Linked DNA regions of Mus musculus: region 1 is linked to region 2. The links are chromatin contacts, called in public HiChIP or PLAC-seq maps. All regions are on one chromosome and are shown on one strand. The core of a region is the stretch at or near the end of the contact, and the rest is flanking DNA. Distances in the headings are between cores, read along the strand shown. Region 1 holds the start of D430041D05Rik (RIKEN cDNA D430041D05 gene). Region 2 overlaps D430041D05Rik (RIKEN cDNA D430041D05 gene).

Region 1 (2,988 bases), core at 411-2,910, 190 kb after region 2:
ATATAGATATAGCCCACCAGAATACGTAATTTAAAACTGGTATAAGCTCCTTCAAAACTGGGACTTCCAATCTGATATGGGGAAAGGCCATACATAGACACGTGTTGGAGGGCGAGGGGCGGTTCTCCTTGGTCCTCACTAAAAGCTGCAGCACTACAGAAACCAGTTACCTAAAATGAGAGGTTTGCATTTGTTAGGCTGAATGTATCTATAATCTAGAATTCCACCACAAACACAGAAGCTTGCCCTTCACGGGAGTCATAGCAATCATTCTTATTTCAAAGACCATGGCTGGCCGCGCAGTGTAAGTTTCAAAGCACTTCTGCAGAATAATTCTGCCCAAATAGTTACAACAGATCCACAAAATCGTCCGCGGAAGTACAGAAATCTGTTTCTGAAGGATCGTTGGTGGTCTGAGCACCAAGAGTGACTCTTCTTCAACGAGCCTCTTGTAAAAAATAGGTATACATTTGATCAATGCCTGAACCTTTTGCAAAATGCAATCAATTATTTTAAGTACCTCATTCCCAAAAGGAAGGGAGGGGAACCTGTTATGAGCAACGGGGGAACGCTATTTTGACACAGAAATTGCTTCAAACTCTCAGGTCATTCCTTGCACTTAAGACAAAGTGAATACTAGCAACGGGAAGCCCAAAACATCCACAACATCCCACTGAACAGGTCTCTTTTATGCTATCCTAACTACGCCATGTCTAGCTAAAGGAAGCGTGTTTGTGGGACCACCAGGAAGCATTTACAACTTGTCCAGGGAGGAAAAATTAAAGATAAAAACGTGCCTCTTTCTTCACCGCCCACGATGCCTTCTCAAGAGACAGATTTCTGACAGTTCGCCCGCTGGTGCAACTGCTAAGGGCAAATAAAAGCCTGGCGGTGCTGCAAAGAGCCCACCACCCACCACCACGCGGTTAAGCGGCTCCAGACCCCGCCGCGGGCGGAGAGCCGCTGCCAAGCGCTTACCGGAGTCGGCCCAGCAGTGCCCGGAGAGGGCAGCCAGCAGCAAGAGTCCCAGCAGCAGCGGCCGCCGCAGCAGCACATCCTCGGACCGGCGGGCCTCGGAGCTTCTCACGCCCTGGCAACGCGCGGCGATCCCGCCCGCCCCGCAGAGCCCTTGCTCCCGGAGCCGGTCCCTGGGCTCCCGCGCTGCCGGCTCAGCTTCGCTCGGGCCCTGGGGCTTCGCCTCCTGCAGAGCCATAGGGACTGTTCATACATCCAGGCCGCTGCCTCGTTCCACACCGCGCCGGTGAGCCCAGCCCTCCGCGCACCGCTCCTCACCGGGCATCTCGGGCCATGGCCCGGGAGTCGGAGGGAGGCAGGAGGTGCGAGCTGCTCGCTCGTCCTGCCTCGGTGGGAGGCGGGCTCAATGGAGCCGCGGCTTCAGGCGCGCGGGTACCGGGGTTGCATGGGGGTTCCCACGGTGCGGCGAGGGTGGGACGGGCGGCGCCCCGGTCCCCTCCCCAGGGCCGGATGCTACACCTCGAGCGCGAGGCTGCGAGACACGGAGACCCGCGGACCTAGCTCGTGCAGCGTGCCGCCCGCCGCCGCCCCTGCGCCCAGGTCTCTATCTCTGTCGGTTCACTGGATCGCTAGGCTCTGGCTCCAGCCGCGAAAGCTACTGCAGCTCCGAGCGGCGCCTCATTGACAAAGAAAGCACGTAGCACAGGAGCGGGCAAGGGAGGCGAGGCAGGCGCGCGCGCGCATCCCCGCGCGAAACCACCGCGCGCCCCCAGCTCCCGCGCGCGGGGCTGAACCCTGCCCTGCGCTGGCGAGGTCCTCGTTGAGGGGGACTTTCCTCCGCCCAGGGTTCCCAGATCGTGAGAAGGAAAGGTAGGCTGGGATAGCCCTCTGACCGGAGAAGGGACTGGACACCTAGATACCTTCACGGTCGACGGTCAACGTGCTGAGAAAGCTAGGTGCTCAACCTGCATCTTGGAAAAGCTTTCCGAGGATGAGCGGAAGAGCTTGGTGCAGGTTGTTCACTGCTACTCTGGGGGGCTGGCAGACACCTGCCTGCCAAATTTACCCCCAAAGAACTAGAGCTGTTGTGCCCTATTTGCAATGAAACACTGAAGTAAATAAAACACGTTATAAACATTTGTTGCAGCCATACTATGAGAGAGGCAGTGCATTGAGCTTTGGGACAACTACAGGCATTTCCAAAAAGTCTTTCCCAAATAAGAGAGCTGACTAGTCAGTCTCTCTCTAGTAGGATGAAAGGGCAGAGTCAGCTGAGTTGTCCTTCTGCCCTTACCCTTGTTCTGCATCTGTACCCTTGAGCAGGCTATCTAGTTCGCAGGTGCTTCAAACTCCCTTCAGTCAATAAGTTGTCCACAGGATAGCAGCAAACCCAGCAGCACCCATTGCTTGCCAGCGACTGTGTCAGGGAAAAGCATTTGCACTGACCTGGCCCTGTTATATGCCGGGCCCTATTCCAGACACTTGGACAGGAGCCACAAACATAATCTCTGTAGGTAATAAATTGACTACCAGACAGTGCTTAAAAAGCCTCAGAGAAAATGGTAAGGTAAAATGCTGGAAAGTGGAGATGGAGGTATTGCAGCAGTAAACAGGAGGTAAAGAGGCTTCACTGAGAAGGTGACATGTGGGAGAAGACCAGAAGGAGGTCAAGGAACAAGGCAAGCTGAAGAAACAATCTAAAGAGATCCGTGAGGTCAAACCTCTGAGGCCGGCCTGGCCTGGTGTGTTCCAGGCCCAGCACAGCAAGCAGGGGGATGCTGAGAAATGGAAGCTGCTCTCTCATTCATCCTCTCTCTCTGTGTGTGTCTCTCTCTGTCTCTGTCTCTGTCTCTGTCTCTGTCTCTCTCTCTCTCTCTCTCTCTCTCTCTCTCTCTCTCTCTCTCTCTCTCTCTCTATTACACACACACACATACCACGATGGCCCATGGTTCTGGAGAAGGCTTGTCTCCCCCTCACCTGTGTCCGCAGGACGGCAGTTAGACTGCAAAGCAG
Region 2 (2,955 bases), core at 350-2,849:
AGCTGTGCAGAGCCACCAGCATCTCATCTGTCCTAGCTTCAGAGAGCTTTCAAGCCAGGGGGATGCTGCTCATACTGGCAGATGAATGAAGATTTTGGTTTAACTCAAAGCGTCCCTTTCCAACTCTAGTATAGCGTGTTTTGCATTCCTGGCCTCGGCTGTGATTCTGGTAATTGCTTGTTATGTCTAAAAAGACTCACGTCGCAAGCAAGCTCAGATGGAAATGAAATATTCTGTCTTGGAGCAGTCTCATTTTTCACAGCTCGACAATTCCCAGCGTACCCTTCTCCCCAACACCCCACTGTGTCTGGGAAGCAGGTGCCTTATGTCCACAGACACAGAACAACATTCTTTGGGGGCTGGTGTCTCAGGAGACAAGACTGTCTAATCAGGGCTCCAGCTTCCCCACAGATGTATCCGCTTACTATGTAATAAAAGTACCTTTGATTTCTTAAAGTCAAGTGAGCTGTGCTCATGCAAACAGACCGTAGGCCAGTGTGACCCTCCAAGCTGAGTGGCTGACACAATTGCAATGTGCAGGAAGTCAGAGGGAGTGGGAACTTGCTGTCTCATGTCTACATGGCCAGATGGAGGTTAGACAGAGGTGCAGAGCTGGGAGCAGAACCTCCCAGGTCTCAGAGTGTGGATAGGTACCTAACATAGAGTGAGCTCCAAGAGGGCCAGGGAGGTGGCTCGTCGATAAAGCACCTGCTGTGCCCATATAAAAGATGTGTAACCCTAGAGCTGGCAGGGGAGTGCAGAGACCAGCCAACCTGGGCCCATTGAGTAAGCTTTTGGTTCGGAGACTGAAAAAACAAAGATGACAAGTGATAGAGGAAGACACCTAATCTGATATTACCTCTGGTCCCATATGCACATACTGCATGTACAAAGAGGGGTACACACACACACACACTGACAAGTACACACAATGCACACCCATGTGCACACATATATGCCCACACACACAGGCACACACAACACAGGTGTGCACACGCAAACATACACAACACACATGCACACACACACATGTGCACATATGCGCACCCACATTAACAAGTACACACAACACACACATGAACACTCGCTCACACACACACATTTACAAGTATACACAAGATGCTCATGTGTGCACACACAAACACGAGAGGGGGAGGGGAGGGAGAGGGAGAGGGAGAGGGAGAGGGAGAGGGAGAGGGAGAGGGAGAGGGAGAGGGAGAGGGAGAGGGAGAGGGAGAGGGAGATATATGCAGGCCTTAGTCACCCCTCCATTGTTTGTGCCTGGACAAGTCCCGATGTCTCTCCCCCAGATTTCTTGGCACTTAAGTGAGAATAATGAAACCTGCCCTGACTGTGACCTGCCTCCCAGGGCAGCTGTGATGAACAAATGAGGTGACGGACCTAGAAGAGCCAGCAGATTGTAAGGCGTTATTTAAACACCGGGTATTACAGATTGGACATTTCCCGCAGGGACTATCACAAAGGCAGCTATGTGACAGGAAAATTAGCCTTCCGAATGTCTTCAGTCCACCCTCCCCTGTCACCAGAGGGAGGTGGAGAAGAGACATGTAGATGACAGAGGAAGGACGGGGCTCTAAGCCAGGCTCTCTGGAGCTACTGAATTGATATTTGGTAGTTGCCCGCCTAACCCTATAGCTTGTCCCGCATGACAATGACCCTATAGCTTGTCCCGCATGACAATGACCCTATAGCTTGTCCCGCATGACAATGACCCTATAGCTTGTCCCGCATGACAATGACCCTATAGCTTGTCCCGCATGACAATGGCTGAAGCAGAGTCACCAGTGGAACAAAGAAACTTCTGGGAGTCCGTGTTTCCAAACAGGGTTTGTGTAGGCATCAATAGACCTTGTCTTGGTCGGTATGGGCCACTACAACAAAATACCATTCATCAAGAGGCTTAGAAAAGGCAGGCAGATTTCTGGAGGCTGGAAGGCTGAGGATACAGTACCAGCACATCTGGGCTTTGGTGAGGGCTCACTGCTGGCTGGAGAATCTTCACTTCCTGTGTGTCTATGTGGTGGAAGAGGCTAGAGGTCTCCCCAGGGCTTATTTTGAAAGGGTACTAATCTCACTCCTGGGAGCCAACTTCATGATCTCCCAAAGCAACCTTGTAACCGCTTCACACCTGAGGCTGGGAGGCTCAGTTACAGGCTTAGGTTTACCATCAGTCCTGTTGCCACATGCAGCCAGGAGGGGTTGAAGGAGCTTCTATTCACTAGAACAAGGAGGTGGGTTCAATTATTAAATGATATCTAAGGCCTTTTTCACATCTTTCTTGCTGCCGGTTGTCTGTGCCTCAGTTTCTCTATCTGAGAGGCTATGGTGATGTCTAGAGATGCCCTGTGTATCAATCACTTAAAAGTGTTTGTGGGAGAGAGCTGGCAGCAGAGAAGCTGTGCTATGTACTGACGGTGACAAAAAGGTTCTCCTTCAAAACGAGGCTGTGATGATGTTCCTGAAGGTACTTGATAACCTTTGAAGCCTGGGAGAAAGGCAGAGAAAGGCAGGTAGAGCCTCTGGGCAGACCTCCTGGCCTCTCCATGCCCACATGTACCTTCGCTCTCTGCGGCAGGTTTATCATGGTGTCCGGCTTGAAGTCGTTCTTGTTCTTCCTACAAAGCACAGCAGTGATGATGATGATGATGATGGTGACCACGGCGATGGGAGCCAGCACCGCAGCGATGATCCACAGGTTGTTGGGTGGATTCTTTACCACGGCTGTGGGGGAGAGTCAGGGAGAAGCACATGACAAAGAGTCCCAGACAAAACTCCAAACCCAAGGCAGGAGCAAGCATAACTCCCAAACCCAAGGCAAGGACACAAGAGGTTGAGCCCAAAAGCCTCTGCCCTGGCAGCTGTGTGACCTTGGGCAAGTTGCTTGAGCTCCCCCAGCCTCAGTTTCCTCGTCTGTAAAACTATAGTGTGGCTAGA

The links. HiChIP or PLAC-seq counts read pairs in DNA pulled down with a chosen protein or histone mark.
Region 1: an H3K27ac HiChIP or PLAC-seq map of embryonic stem cells shows a contact between it and region 2, with 2.9 times the contacts expected there. The contact joins the promoter of D430041D05Rik here to the enhancer-like site in region 2. A contact is called at or near these places in 2 of 39 promoter capture datasets (hippocampal neurons and liver), 8 of 484 Hi-C or Micro-C datasets (the C2C12 cell line, cerebellar granule neurons, cerebellum and 4 more), 10 of 115 datasets of contacts at active chromatin or transcription factors (SST interneurons, VIP interneurons, embryonic basal ganglia and 6 more) and 4 of 9 other capture datasets (adipose tissue, embryonic stem cells, liver and 1 more).

The regions. Positions count from the first base shown.
Region 1 is chr2:104,408,951-104,411,938 of GRCm38.p6, forward strand. It overlaps D430041D05Rik (RIKEN cDNA D430041D05 gene), which reads right to left and starts at 1,661. Exons shown (of 21, transcript NM_001368844.1): 1 at 979-1,661. The coding sequence starts at 1,213.
Region 2 is chr2:104,218,557-104,221,511 of GRCm38.p6, forward strand. D430041D05Rik (RIKEN cDNA D430041D05 gene) reads right to left here. Exons shown (of 21, transcript NM_001368844.1): 11 at 2,579-2,742. Among named protein-coding and RNA genes, the nearest start is that of Gm22501, 8.2 kb to the right of the region's middle. Within about 2 kb of position 1,600, at least 11 of the 459 cell types and tissues checked have an H3K27ac peak or open chromatin away from gene starts, as enhancers often do. A contact at or near this core is called in embryonic stem cells and ganglionic eminence, where this site is marked.